Regions from separate parts of the Mus musculus genome. Here region 2 is linked to region 1. A link is a contact called in public Hi-C data. All regions are on one chromosome and are shown on one strand. The core of a region is the stretch at or near the end of the contact, and the rest is flanking DNA. Distances in the headings are between cores, read along the strand shown. Region 1 overlaps LOC105244755 (a long non-coding RNA gene). Region 2 holds the start of Klf3 (Kruppel-like factor 3 (basic)).

The links. A called contact is a pair of places that touch in the nucleus more often than the background predicts.
Region 2: a Hi-C map of nephron progenitors shows a contact between it and region 1, with 2.5 times the contacts expected there. The contact joins the promoter of Klf3 here to the enhancer-like site in region 1. A contact is called at or near these places in 14 of 39 promoter capture datasets (the 3T3-L1 cell line, 3T3-L1-derived adipocytes, cranial neural crest and 8 more), 32 of 484 Hi-C or Micro-C datasets (DN3 thymocytes, the N1E-115 cell line, Sertoli cells and 11 more), 17 of 115 datasets of contacts at active chromatin or transcription factors (CD8 T cells, the SCID.adh cell line, acute myeloid leukemia and 9 more) and 5 of 9 other capture datasets (adipose tissue, embryonic stem cells, embryonic tail and 2 more).

What each region holds. Positions count from the first base shown.
Region 1 is chr5:64,734,056-64,741,647 of GRCm38.p6, forward strand. It overlaps LOC105244755 (a long non-coding RNA gene), which reads right to left. Exons shown (of 4, transcript XR_868443.3): 1 at 7,519-7,592. Among named protein-coding and RNA genes, the nearest start is that of Gm26761, 38 kb to the left of the region's middle. Within about 2 kb of position 4,701, at least 28 of the 459 cell types and tissues checked have an H3K27ac peak or open chromatin away from gene starts, as enhancers often do. A contact at or near this core is called in the N1E-115 cell line, the SCID.adh cell line, adipose tissue and 3 more, where this site is marked.
Region 2 is chr5:64,799,875-64,807,466 of GRCm38.p6, forward strand. Klf3 (Kruppel-like factor 3 (basic)) reads left to right here and starts at 3,647. Exons shown (of 6, transcript NM_008453.6): 1 at 3,647-3,917. Gm38457 reads right to left here. Exons shown (of 2, transcript XM_006504241.4): 1 at 4,176-7,592; 2 at 2,496-4,085. The coding sequence starts at 4,415. The coding sequence ends at 3,621.

The DNA of each region.
Region 1 (7,592 bases), core at 3,451-5,950:
GCAACCACTAAATGCCACTTGGACTTCTGTATTCATGGGCCATGCTACCACTGAGGGTCACATTGATGTGGGTGGCCTGTAATTGCCACTTGGTTCCATGATAATGACCAGATCTGTGATGCTACCACGGGGCCATGTCTGGGTCCATGGTCCTACTGTGGGCAGGGTCTGTATGGATGTTCATGGCCAGTGTTGCCACAGAAAGCCAGGAGGATGTCCCTGGTCTAAGATGCAGCCTGAAACCATGTTGATATCCATGATCCCAGCTACACTGAAGGGCCTTGTCTGGATCCAGGGCCCTACTTCAACTGGAAACCCTGTTCCAGGTCTGTGCTGACACCAGAAACCATGTGGGAGCCCATGAGCCGTACTCCCATAGACCGCAGAGAGCAAATAAGCCCCTTTGGCAGTGATATCCATGACTACAGACGGACAGTTGAGAAAGAGAAACATGGAAGACTTCTGTGACAATCACTCCCATCTTAAAAAAAAAAAATCCTAAAGAGGAAACCATGAAAGGAAACTCTTAAAAACTGTGGTAGCATCCTTAAGTGTCACTCTCCACAATAAATGGCTTCCAGCAAAGGTGAGGAGAGGGAATTACTCAGCTCTATCTAAGGGGCAGGCCACTGAGAGTTTGACCATGCCCCAGTGACAATATAGATAACACAAGTGGGATTTTTTCGTTTGTTTGGTTTGGGGTTTTGGTCTTGCTGGAAGGAGGTCACAGGGGTGGACAGGGAAGTACTGGGAAGTGAAAGTGATAGGGTGAATGATATGGAAACCCTCAAAGAATCAATAAAATATTACATTGGAAAAAGTAATATAAGTTTGCTCTCTTTTGACATATTATGAGAGCTAAGAAACTGAATGTGTTGAATTACTGTTTGTGAATAAATTACTTTGTGAACAAGAGGTCTGGTTCTAAATTTAGTTGTTTTAGGACCTGCTGTTTAAGAGCTATGAAACACGGAGAAGAGAATCTCTCAGTGCCACCTTGATCAAAACAACTAAAATCTGATAGCTGTTTTTCAATCCTACCCCTCAAGTAAAAACTCCAATAAAGATTCTGTCTTGTCTAAATGCCAATTAGTAGGTCAGAGAAACAAAAAATTGATTCAAAATCTAGAATTGGGGAAAAATGGCTAGAGAAATGGCTCAGTATTTAAGACCACTTAGTACTCTCAAAGAGGACCCAAGTTCAGTTCCCACACAATCTCCTAACCATCAGTCACTCCAGTTCACACAGCATTGGCCCCCACAGGCACTTACACTCATTTGCACACACCCATATGTAGACACACACCCATATGTAGACACAAACCACATGTGGACACATAATTAAAAATAATAAAAATAAATCTTCTTTTAAAATGTCCTAAGTAATAACTACTTATCTTTTAAGGTTAAAAGAGTTAAATAAAAGGATTTTACATTGTTTTCTGGTTTGAGTGACTTTTTTTGGTTGGGTTTTTGTGGATGGTTGGAGGGGGGTTGTTTCTTTGTTTCTTTGGTTGGTTTGTTGGTTGGTTTGGTTTGGTTTCATTTGAATGATCTGGTGATTTGGGTTTTTTTATTTCTTTTTAATAATTCTACAATTTATTTATTTAATATATATATGACTACTGTACCTTCATGCATACCAGAAGACAGCATTGGATCCCGTTATAGATAGTTGTAAGCCACCAGGTTGTAGCTGGGATTTAAACTCAGGAGCTCTGGAAGAGCAGTCAGTGCTCTTAACCACTGAGCCATCTCTCCAGCCCTGGGTTTTTTCTCTTGAGACAGAGTTTCACTATATAACCTCAGCTGGCCTGGAACTTGCTTGCCATGTAGACCAGACTGCCCTTAAACTCTTCAAGATCTGCCTGCCACTGCCTCCCAAGTGCTGAAATTAAAGGTGTGTATCAGTATACCTGGCAGAAAGAACTTTAAAGGAACATGCCGAACACATTTTTGACAATAAAATCATACAATATTAGATATTTTCCAATTATCTAGGTCAGTTTAGGTGGTGGTGAGAGTCAAATCTGAAGGGCTTTGTGTTCCTACTAGGCAAGCAGTATTCCAAGGACATCCTTGGCTACATACTGAGTTGGAGGCTAACCTGGGCTACATGAAAACCTGTCTGAGAGAGAGGAGACAGAGAGAGATAGATGGGAGGAGAGAGGGAGGGAGGGAGAGGGAGAGAGAGAGGAAGGGAGGGAGGGAGGGAGAGGGAGGGATGGAGGGGGGAGAGAGAGGGGGGAGGAAGGGAGAGAGAGGGAGGGAGGGAGGGAGGGAGGGAGAGAGAGAGAGGGAGGGAAAGGGAGGGAGATAGAGAGACAGAGAGAGAGAACTTCATAGAGCCTTGCACGATCATCGGACCCAACACCAGCATTCCAGGATAGGACTGATGCAACTGTTTTGCTTCAGGATGATACATGAGAGGGAAACAGCCAAAGAACAATGGCAAATATATTTGGACCTAGAAAGTCAGCTTCAGAGCCCCAGAACTTGAATTAAAGTCATTCCATAGTACCAGTAGCCCAGAAACCCAGTAGATCCAAGAATAAATACACTCTGATAGATAACATCATTCCAGATCTCTAATTTAATACATAACTTTTGTCAGTAGTAGAACCCAAACCCTGGACCTTATACTTTTGTGCAAAGTACTTGGCTACTAAGGTATCCTCTCAAACTATTTAAATTTGCCTCACTGTATAGATCAGAACCAAATAAATATGTTGAGGAGAAAGGAAAAGGAGGAGGAAGAGGAGGAGGAGGAAGAGGAGGAAGAGGAAGAGGAGGAGGAGGAAGAGGGGGAGGAGGAAGAGGAGGAGGAGGAGGGAAGGAAAAGGAGAAGGAGAAACCAAGACCATATGAGTAAAAACCAAGAAAATACAGATATTGGGCCCCAAAGATAGATCAGCAGATAAAAACATGGACACCTGATGACCCAAGTGCCATGCCCAGAATCTAGACACCATGAGGCCACTGTAGTTTAAACATTGGTACAGTGGGTCAGATTTTTATAGGAGTAAATTAGGACAGAACTACCCTGAAGCTGGTGGGCCAGCAAGGTTGAATATCAGTGTGATGGTTTGGATAAAAACATGTGCCCCCCCCCCCCAATTGGCTCACATATCTGAATGCCTAGTCAGCAGTATTTGAAAAGCTTAGGAGGTGCTGCCATGTTGAATTAGGTGTAGGCTTGTTGGAGGAAGTACTTGGGGGAAGAGGTGCTTTAAGGTTTAGGGGCCCAAGCCAGACCTAGCAGCTCTCTCTCTCTCTCTCTCTCTCTCTCTCTCTCTCTCTCTCTCTCTCTCTCTCTCTCTCTCTCTCTCTCTCTCTCTCTCTCTCTCTCCCTCTCCTCTCTGCTCTCTCTGTTGCCTGCAGATCTGGATGTAGAATAATCAACTCTGTCTCCAGTGGAGCTGGGGCCATCTTCCAGGTGGAAGGAGACACTGGTCTCCCAAAGACAGTCCTTTGATCTCCATCTGCATACCTGGCATATTCAAGCCCCCTCCCCAGCACACACACACACACACACACACACACATACACAGTGGGGAGGGTGGGTTTAAATCTTGACTACCAGAACATTCTGTCTATCCTATATATCTATCACTTGACCTATGATATAAATTTCTACCAAACAGGACTTTATTCATCTTTGAGCACAGCACCTAGCATAGTAGACGAGCACAAAAACACTCAATAAATGTTGAAGTGATGCACAGACGGAAGAAGAAATGACATGCTTCTGCTTGCAGAAGCCGGGACTCCTCCCCACAGTTCTCTCTGGCCTGATCTCCCTGTGATGCCTCCAAATTCCTCCTGAGCCTTGCAGGAAGAAGCCCAGAGCCTGGGCCACACAAATTGGCTTCTCTTCACCCAGAACAGTGCATGAGTTAACCATGTTAGCCCAAATGTTGCTCTCATTTTCTTCTCCAGATCTGGGTGAAACTGGCTTGCTGCCAGTGACCACGAGGAAAAACAAAAAACAAAAAAAGGATACCACCCCAGACCAACTTGTAGGGGTCAGTCCCCACCCTGCTCTGCTCAGAGGGCCCAGGGGAAGAAGGCTGCGTACCTTTGCCTCTTTCCAGCCTAGAATTCCACTCAGCAGGAAATCTTGCCAGCCCTCCGGCCCTCCCAGAGACTTCAAGTCTGGAAAATCCTTACAGCAAGCCACCATCCCCTCTTGCGCAGATCACCGGATCGTGTTTCTCGGCTCCCACCTTTGCCCTTAGGATTTATTTTTAAAGCAGTGGCCAGAATGTTTGTCTCACTTCTAAAGACATTCTAGAGGCTTCCCACCTCACCCACAAGGAAATTCAGACTTTGCAGTGACCCACAAGGCCCCCAGGTCTGCAGCAATGGGTTCCCATCAACTATATTTCCCGCCCCTGTCCCTTCACCCCACCCACCTTGTCTAGAGCAGCCTTCAGTGGGAAGCAAGACATGCTCCCCCTGGAGCCCCGTTTTCCTGAGAGACGCCACCAGCTGCCTCCTGGGTGTCCCTAATGTTTCTTTTTATTATGCATCAACTGCCGATACATTACATCACTTGCTCGTTTCAGTGTCTGCTTTCCTCCAACACAGATTACACATTCTGAGAAAGTGAAAGCCCATTCACTCTGTCCACTACTCAGTACAGGGTCTGGAATGGGACAAGCACCCATCAAGCACTAATGTGTTTTTGTAGAGCCAGAGGGTTGTAGGAGTTTGGAGGGATAAGAAATATCGATCAAAACGAGTCACGGAGCAGGCAGGGACGTGGCTCATGAACAAAGTGTTTGCTGTGTGTGCAAAGCTGGAAAACTGGGTTTCAGCTCCTCAGAACCCAGGTCAATGCAGATGGGCATGGGGGCCTGCCTAAGTATGATCTTAGCGTTTGGAAAGGGGAGAAAGGAACTTCGGGGCAAGCTTGCTAACTAGACTAGCCGTTTCAGCGAGCTCTGGGTTCAACTGTGAGACCCTCAGTGAATAAGGAGAAGAACAATGGAGATATCAATGCACGCACACACACACACACACACACACACACACAAAGTGATTAACAACTAGCCCCAACCTATGAGAGCACAGCACAGAGTAGGTGCTACTGGGAGGCACACAAGTAGTCCTAAGTGCAGGAAAGCAATCAGACCAACCAAATAACTGACTGTATTACTATCACCATCTCTGCACGTGCTATGGTACCTTATTTTCAAGTTTTACTATGGATTTATTTGCTAGAGCAAATTCAGATGTGAGCATCCAAACCCACATACGCTTCCTGCTCTCTTCCAAGTGGGAGGATTTCTTGCGGCCAGATCTGGTCTTACCATACAGCAAGTTTCCAGGATGTTGGAGTGACACCACCCACCCCTCTTCCACTCACACACCCTCAGAAGCCCACCCCCACCCCCACCGGAGTCCAGGAGAACATAAACTTATACAATTTACAATTCATTGACCTCTGAAAAACCGAGTCACGCCCCCCGAAAGAGAGCAGAGCACAAAAGCTTTCCCAAGCGGGATTCTTTGTTGACACTGGTCTCTGGTTACACCCCAGGCATGAAAAGGGAGGAAATTCTTCAAAGGCAGTGCTCCCCTACTTTTGTGTGTCTCTAGCAGGACCCCTTCCCCCCACTCTGTCCTCCCAGGAGGGAGGCACTGTCAGTTCAAAAGCCTCTGCAGAGGGAGGCACTTTCAGGTTACACCCTATATATAGCTAAAATACTTATAGGGCCTGTCTCGCGTTACTTGGCAAAGGTTTAAAGCCTTAAACAATTCCTGTCAAGTGTGCTGTGTTATGAGGCCTCTTTCCTGTCCAAAACCCTTCTCTGGCCCAGGCCCTGGGAGTCACCTTTCTTCTTCCGGCCACTCCTGGCTTGTCCTCTTTAAGCCTGCAAGAAACAGTCCTGTCACCCCCACCCCCACCCCCACCCCCACCCCCACCCCCGGGCCCAGGTCTGCCCTGGGCTGCAGGGCTAAGTATGCTGTTGATTTCTTGATAATGAGGCCTTTCTGCAGACTCAGCAGTATACTAGCCTGGGAGGCTCCGGCTTTCCTGGGTAAGAGTCAGAGAACAAATATAAGACACGAAGGAAACGCACCTCTGGCCGCCAGTAGTACAGTCTGCCCATCTAGCTGAGACTCTCTCCTGAATACAACTTTCCACACAGCTCTGTAAAGACAAGGGCACTAGGTCCCTTGGAACTGGAATTGTCAGACTCTGTATAGGTGCTAAGAGCTTAACCCGGTCCTCTGGAAGAGCAGCCAGTGCTCATAACAGCCGAATCTTTCTTTCTTTCTTTCTTTCTTTCTTTCTTTCTTTCTTTCTTTCTTTCTTTCTTTCTTTCTTTCTTTCTTCCTTCCTTCCTTCCTTCCTTCCTTCCTTCCTTTCTTCCTTTCTTCCTTTCTTCCTTTCTTCCTTTCTTCCTTCCTTCCTTCCTTCCTTCCTTTCTTCCTTTCTTCCTTCCTTCCTTCCTTCCTTTCCTTCCTTCCTTCCTTCCTTCCTTCCTTCCTTCCTTCCTTCCTTCCTTCCTTTCCTTCCTTCCTTCCTTCTCTCTCTCTCTCTCACTCTCTCTCTCTCTCCCTCTCTCTTTTCTTTCTTTCTTTCTTTCTTTTTAAGACAGAGTCTTGCTTTGTAGACCAGGCTAGCCTCAAACTCGCAACAGTCTTCCTTTCCCTGCCCCCAGACTGATGCGATTGCAGGTATATGCCGGCATGTCTTCATCAAATAACTTTCCTTCAGGAACCACAGTCACCTGGAGTGTGTGTACTGTGCAGGGGGCAGAACCCCAGAAGCCAAGATTGAGAAGGCTACTTCCAGAGGCCTGCATCACACAGACCACAGTCTAGGCCCTGAACACTAAATTTTTAAAAAGTTTTTATTACATTTTAGTTTTTGTCCAGGCCAAGTGTCTTTGGGGGCATGGTGGATGTATGATCAGAGAACAACTTGTGAACATGGTTTTCTCCTTCTACTGTGTGGGTCCCCAGGATTGAACTCTGGTAGTAAAACTTCTGCCACAACCACCTTTACACACTGAGCCATCTTGCTGGCCCAACCAAGCAATTTTACCGGCTGTTGTAAGGGTACAGGAGCTGAATGCCTGAGGAAAGCCGAAGGGGAGGGAAAAAAAAGTATATTTTTCATGCCACAGACAAGCACCATCCTCCATCTGATTAAATAATTCTCTGTTAAAGTGGGGGACACTGCACAAAAATGACTACAAGTGAAAATGAGGGAAACTCTGCTTCTGGAATTGGCATTTGTGTGTTTTTCCAAAGTGGGGGAAAAAATCCGCCTCATATCCTTTTGTTTGTCATGGCACCAGAAAAGGAGGAAAAGAGAATTCTGCTTCTTTCCAACTAAAATGCAAATGACAGGCCCCAGGCTTCCCATGGCTCTTAGAGCCCTCAGAGAAAGGGTGAATTGCCAGCACTGGGGGGAAGAGACACTTTTAAAGAGCTACAGAAGAAACTGCAGCATCCCAAGGCCCCCTCCTGCATCTCGATGAACACTGCCAGCATCCTTACCTGCAAGGCCTGGAGGTACCACAGTGCTGCTCACCCGTGAGAAGTTCTGGGGTGGGCACATGCCAAGGACACAT
Region 2 (7,592 bases), core at 2,397-4,896, 65 kb after region 1:
CTGTGACAGACTAACCAGGAGTGGGGTTTGGGGGAAAGTAGAAGACTTTGGACCTTTCGACTAGAACACAGTTGAATTTTTAAAGCAGGATTTAGTGGGATGGCCTTGGAAGACAGTGCTGATAGCCTTGGGAACTTTGGAGGAGCAGCTCAAAAGGCTTCAGAGGAAGCAAGGACTTTAACAGCAACTGGGCAGCTCTTGTGAAACTTTAGCAAAAGTGGTATCTGCCTCTGCCTTTGTCCTAAGAATTTGCCTGAGGTGAAGTTCAAAATTGGTGACCTGATTCCTTTGGAGGACATTTCAAGACAGCCTAATAATGACTGTTGCATGGTTATATAGGTCTACAGTAAAAAGAGCAAGTAGCATACGAAGAAATACAGGACGGACAGTTTGAAGAGGAAAAAGAGCACTGTGAGCCTTAGTGCTGCTGACAAGCCTAGTGAAGAAAGAGATAAGGAGACAAAGGATGGGTCTGAGCTGCATTGGAAGAAAGGTGAGAGCGCTCCAAGGGCAAGACCCCACCCAGCTAAGCTTCCAAAGAATTATCTTCTCCTAGGAAGGAACAAACACAAAAGCTACAGCAAATGCATTCAAGGGGAACAGGGTCCATCCCAAACTGGCAGCCAAACTGGGCAGTGTCGTCCATGCGATACTGACTTTAGTCATGAAGGCTATATAAATAAAGGGACTGTCCAGTCTCCACGGTTTCAGAGTGCCACCGAGGCCAGGTCTTTGGCAGAGAAATCTCTTCTCCGGGGACACGAAAGTTACTTGTGTGAAGCTGTGGAAGTGAGGCCCAAGCTGTTAGAGATGCCATATCAGTGAGATATCTACCAAGGAGAGCTGCCCATAAGGCGTGGAATGGACCCAAGAGAGACGAGTGTGTTACCGGCAGCAGAGCTGGAATGTTAGAGACATTTGGCATCAGACAAAGAGATAGAGAACTTTGGAGTTTTTCCCTGCTGCGGTTCAGAGTTGCTTTGCTCCAGTATTTGCTCTCTATACCTCCATCCCTCCCTTTTGAAATGGTTGTGTATATTCTGTGCCACTGTACATTAGAAGCATGTCACTTGCTTTTAAATTTTATAGAAAGTTATAACTAAGAGATTGTCTTGAGCCTTGGAAGAGACTTTGGACTTAGAAATCAGGGTTGGGACTGAAAGACTATGAGGACGTTTGAAGCTGGACTAAATGTGTTTTGCATTACTGTATGGTCAGACTAGAGATGCCAGTGAGCAGAACGTGCTGGTCTGAATGAGATCTTCTTGGGCACCTGAATACTTGGTTTCCTGTTGGTAGCCCTGTTTCCGGAGGTTTGGGAGATGCCTTGCTGGAGGAAGGGGGTTGCTGGGGAGTGGCTTGAGATATCAAAAGGCCACCCCACCCCATCCCCAGTTAGTGCTATGCTTCTCCAGTTCAGAATGTAAGCTCTCAGCAGGTCCTGCTGCCATACCTACCTGGGGCCACACTTTCCCACGGTGATGGTGATGAGGATGAAACCACAAACCCCAAATGAACCCTTCCTTCTCGAAGGTAGCTTGATCATGGCATTCAGCAGAGCAATAGAAAAGTAACTAAGACAGATACCCTTCGGTACAGATAGAAAGGTCGAACCCAAACTGAGTCACCCAAGAAACTGACACATTTAGATCTGTACTTTATTTAGAAAGGACATTCTTACTCCATTGCTTCCACTCTCTTCCCACACCTTTAATCATGCTACAAATGGGAGACACTGTTGCAACAGGGTGTACCAGGGTAGTGGCCAAGGAGTAAGTAATGATGGGAGACAGTTTGGCGATCTGCTAGGGAGGGGCAAGGGTCAGGGATGACTTCAGGCAGTTCCGACTTGCCCACCTGGAAGAGTTTCTGTGTCTCTTGCTGAGCTACTCAGCACTACAAGCACTCAGGCTTTGATTAGATCTTTTTCCCTAGAGGCACCCAAATCAGTGCTCACTAAGGTGTTAACCCCCACCCCCATCCCCACCCTTCTTATCTTGGGCCACTTTTCAAGCCATCTGATCTACTTTATCTTTTTTTTTCTTTCTATCTCTCATTTAAATCCTAGCCATTCAAATATATTGCTAATGATTGGTCACCTAGGAGCAGCAATTTACAAATCACACACACAAACAAAAACCCAACTTTTTCTTTGACTATTTTATTTGGAAATAAACCACCCAAGACCCTCACCACTTACATTTTAAACAGGACATTATACTGGAATGTGAACTAGTGGGTTCTGGGTCTCCTCAGGACAGACAATTTCAGTGTTGGAGGTTACTGGGTTCTAGTTTAATTGTACCTTGTAGTTACAACAAGGAGTGGGGAATCTATGTATCACTACGTTTTAAGTAGTACCATGCCTGGCTGAAGCATCAAAGTGAAGTGAGAATGGTGAACTTACAGGGCCTTTAAAACATCTTGAAGTAATAACAAGCCATAGACTGAAGCCGGGTTGTTTTAAAACATTACACAGAACTAAAACAATTGAACCAATTTGTCCTTTGTTCTTTTTATTGCGTTCCTTATTACATTAATACTGTTTTAAAAGGAAACTCAAAAGCCTCCGACTCTAGCCTAGCACCAAGCTCAGCGAAGTTGTCCTCGCGCTGGCCTGGTTTCCACGGAAAAAGTGCCTTGAGGCTCTTAAAGTGTGAAAGGAAAGGTCCCGGGGCTGAGCCCCAGGCCAGCCAGAGCTCTCGCCCCAGGTGGGAGGATCTGCCCGAAGTTTGCTAAATTTTCTGGCAGCAAGGCTGACCAGCGAACGCCTTTTCGCTCCAGAGCATCGGGCCCTTGGGGAGTCGCACTCCTCCGGGGGTCTCCACCTTTCCAAGAAAAGTCCCTCCAGGCTGGAAGCGGCCCCTGCAGGGTAGGCGAAAGAACAGGGGCGACCCGAAGTCTCCGAACAGCGCCAGCGCGCAGGCTGCAGCGCGACCCCTGTGCACAAGGCAGCGATCGCTCCTGGAGCACCGCGCTCCCCGACGTAGGGACAGGGCATCCTGGGCCGCAACACCCGCTCCACCGCCCTCTGCCCGGGAGGGGCGGCCCTTCCCGCGGGAGCGAGTGATTGACGGCCTCGCTCCCCCACTCCTCGGCTCGCCTGCGAACCCGGGCTGTGTGTTTTGGAAGCGGCGCTAGGGGCCGTAGAGCGTGTGACGCCCGGAGCGGGCCAACGCCGCCCTTCCTTCCCCCCGGGGCTCGGGCCGCAGCGAGGAGGCCAGGACAGCTAGGGCGGGGCCGCGGGCTCAGGGCGCCGGGCGGAGCGCTCAGGCGGGGTGGAGGCCCAGGGTGGAGAGCCGGGCGGGGGCCGCTCACGCCCAGCCCCGAGGCCGCGCCGCGCCTCCCGGGACAGGTCGAGCCGGCGGGGCGGCGCCCGGCTCCGGGGAATAATGAGTGTCTGTCAGGCTGGCCCCGGGTGACTGGGCGGGGCGCGGGCGGGGGCGGCGCGGGAGGCGGGGGCGGGGAAGGGCAGGGCGGGGTGCGTGTTTGCCAGTGACTCGCCGACCCCTCCGGCGGCTGCCTCCACCCAAGTGGGTGGGGACCCCTCCCAGCCCGGGCGGCTGTGGCGGCTCCCGCTGCCCCTCCCTGACCCTCCCACCCCGGCTCCCAGCCTCTACTTACCCCGCCAGCCCCGGGGAGGCTCGCAGAGCGAGCGGCGCCGGCGTCATGTGACTGCCCAGAGTTGGTGCCAAGGAGCCAGAGGGGAGCGGGGAGCCGAGCCGCGCGGAGCCGCGGCCGGAGCGCAGTGCGAGCGCCACCCGAGCCAACCCCACCCGCGCGTCCGTGCGGTCGCGGTCCCTATCCCGGACGCCGTCCGGCCCGAAGCGCTTGACCTGCCGGCCCGCGGGGTTCCGGGCGCCGGGGAGCCGGGCCTGGGTTTCTTGGCCGCTGCGCTCGGCACCGCGCTTGGCAGAGTAAGTCCCCGCGCCCTCACCTTGCCGTCCTGCGCCCCGCTTTGCGCCGCATCTGCTTGCTTCTCTCTCTTTCTCTCCTTTTTTTTTTCCCTTCGGAGAAAGCAGGACGCGGAGAACGGGTTCGGGGTGCAGCGAGGGCTCCTTCGGGCTTGGGAAAGTGCTTCGGAGCTGGGGTGGAGGAGCGAGGGGGAGGGGATGGCGGGCGGGATCGTGGGATAGGGGAACTCGGTGGATTGGGAGCCCGCGGGCGGGGCTCACCTGTGTGGTCCCGGGTCCCCCGCGCTCGGTTCCCATCGGAGCCCCCGGCGCACCCCGCGAGCGGCCGCGTTGGAAGGAGCCAGGTAGCGGCGAGGCCGCGCGCCTGCTCCTCCCCCTCCCGCCTGGACTCGGGGCTCCCGCCCCCCGCCCGCGCCCCCCAGCTGCCGCCCAGCAAACTTGGAGCCCAGCCTCCAGCGCCCCTGGCGAGAAACTTGGGGGCGATTGGGACTGAAGAAGCATCCCCTTTTCCGTACCCGGAGCGCGCTAACTGCTGGGTCATTTGGCTTGTGGGGGAAGGCAGGGGGGAGGAAAAGAACCACCGAGGTTTGGAGAGACTGCCTTTGGGGACTTGGAGAGAACCTGCCGCAGTGCCTGAAGCAAAGGATTGCAGCGTGGCTAGCAGTGCAGAGCGCCTTCGGTGTTAGGGAACCGGAGCCCTGTAGGGACCACAGGACAGTGGTGTGGACCAGAACCTTTGGATAGCTTGGAGGTGGCAAATAAGAGTTGGAATTGTCATATCCATGTCTTTGGCGGATAACAGAAACACTTCTGTAAATTTTTACTGCAGTACTTACAATAGTAGTATTTTACAATAATACTAATTGAATATGAATGAGCCTTTGAATAATTCAGGTTAAATGGACACTGGATAATGTTTACCTTGTATTCTTCAAAATAAACACTTTACACAGAGTCATTGAGATTTTATTTTACACGGAGTCATGAGATTTGGTTCTAAGAACTTATATTTTTTTTCCTCTAATATTGTTGGAGATACTTTATTCTCAAGAGTGGTGTTGGGGGGGAAGTATGAATTGGTATTCTGAATTCATTTGGATTTGATATCTTGTCACTAAGCAAAATTGAGTGAACGTGGGCCAGTTAAGATAAATGAGAACTTTATGCATAAATTTGAGGAACACTTTTTATAAGAAATTCTGCTTGCATGATAACTTGCCTCATCCCAGGAATGTAACAAACATCTTAATAATTTTGTAAGTTAGGGTTTATGAAGAAAGAGCCCCCTGAGTTATTCCGTGGCTTAAACGTGCGTGTTTACCTTAGGCTGTTTAGAGAAACCTGAAAGAAGATGTTTGATTAATTTATACTCCCTAGAGAAAAATCAGTTTTCTCATCATTGAGGTTTGCTGCAGACCGTCGCCGCTAGCCAAGTCCTGTGGAGGTGCTCTGTAGTGACCATTTGGCTGAAATTAAGGAGAGTATCAAAGTGTAGGAGTGACAGTAGCTGCTTGGGTTGCAAACCCTTCCCAATACAAAACTACATAGCTGTGGAGGGAGCTATTGTCTCTCTGCTGCAAAGTTTCTATATTAAAATGCAATCTTGTTGCTATGGGTACAGCGATGCCTTTCCCCCCTCCCCCCCTTTTTTTTCTTGTTAACCTGTAGTTTTGTCTACAGACCAATCCGTAAGTCCCTGATAATGGAAACCTGAGTTGAGTTAAATCATCTTGGCTAACAACATGTAAAGAAAAAACTACTGTGGGTGGGACTTTAAATGGACCCTGCTGCCTTTGAATATCTCAGGGAAAAGAGTCATTGTTAGATTATCTGGTAAAACTGGTGCTGGAGTTTACGAATTGCAGTAAAAATCACATTCCCAAAAGGGTGACTTTCAGTAGCTTTATGTGGAGAACCAGTGAGTAGCTATGTCCTTGACTACATTTGAAAAAAAAAAAAAACGAGATTTTCAAGTGGCTAAAGAGGCCAAGTCTGTCTTCTGTCTAGCTGTGACCAAAGGAAGCTTGAACTAGGTCCAGCTTTGGTTCTGTGGGATAACCCAGTTGTAACCTGGATTTTTACAGCAGTGCCTTCTCTAGATCTTCCTCAATATGCATGATGGCTAGATCTGGGCTAGATCTGATCATTTTCCATCGTAGAATTTAGTCAGGGCTGTTAGCCCTTGGGACCTGGCTGAAAGGGACAAAAGAAATCAGGAAGGAGGCTGGCACTAGGTAACTCGGAAGGTCTCTGCAGCTTGGAGATGATAAAATCGCATGTGTGCTTGGGATGTTTAGTGTATGCCCCAGCTCCTGTTTGTAAATAGGGCAGGTCCCCTTGTATAAAGCTGGTGTTATTATTCACACCCATAGAACAAACACCTCCACCCCCCTGTTGTTGTCTTAAAAAACTCCAGCTGCTCATGAATATAGGGTCAGGGAGGGCTGGCTAAATGTTTCTCTGTGCTCTCTCTCCAGCACTGCCGGCCGGGCTGTTTCCTGTTCTTTGTTTCAAGGCTGGGGTTTGCGTCATACATTCCAAGTGGCATATGTGTGCTCTTTCCTGTTTCAGGCTGTTTTCTGGTCGATCAGTAGCCTAAACCAGGCCATGGTCCCTGCCCCTAAACTTTGTATCCCCACCCAGGGAGCTATCATGTCTCTACACTGTGATTGCTCAAGATGCCTGTGTTATGTCATAATTGAGAAGTCAGTTAACCTTTTAACACACACCCTTTGCCCCACTGTTAAAGGGGCAAATCGATACTTTTTACCTTTTAAAAGTTATCCCGCTGATGGGATGTTAGGGATTTTGTGGGCATATGGACAAATCTAAAGGAAGGTGTTTTTGCAGTTTTCCTGTGAAGGTGGATACAGCCATTGTCGGGAGATAGGCACACTGCCCTGGAGCTGTCAAGTTTAGATCAGGATTAACACCTTGGAGTTAAAGATCTGGCATTATGCGAAAGCTCTGGCCCACCCTTGCTCATTTTCACTCTGGGCTGCCCCAGGTAGACCCAGGGGATGGAAAATTTAAATAGCTTAGCCACCTGGGCTTGAGTTGCAGAGTCTTGCTTGTTTTGAAGGAGAAATCTCTAGAAAAAATTATTCAAGCAAACCATGACATGTATCAAGAAAAAAAAAAATCCAGGGTTATTTCTTTTAGGGATAAAGATTAAACCAGCAGAATATTTTTTAAGGGCAAAGACTACTATATCCTAGAGGTGATTTCTAGCCCATGTTAAGAATAAAAATCTTAAGGAAAAGGAGAGGTAGGTGCTGATTGGTTTTCTTGAATGATGGTGTGGAAAATTGTAATCTTGTTTTGAAAACAGAGAGATGCGTATCTTTCTCATAATAATCAGTTTTTCAATCTTTAGCTCGTGGCCTCCACAGTCTGGATAAACTGTTTAGTAAGTTTCTCTCTCTCCCTGCTCTTGAGAAACTTTTTCTTTAAAAGAAAGAGTTGGGGGTGGGGACTTTTATGTGTCTTTTTCAAACTTACTTGGGGATTTTCTTTAAGACCTAAAGGAATGGTCTACAGTTTGAGATGGACTTATTTAAGAGATGACTGGACGCAAACCAGCCCTGAGCCACCAGTCTTGAGAATAGCTAGTTGCTTCAAATATCTCGTCCTGCTAAGAGTTACAAAAGGAAGATATAACATGATTGAAGTGAAGTA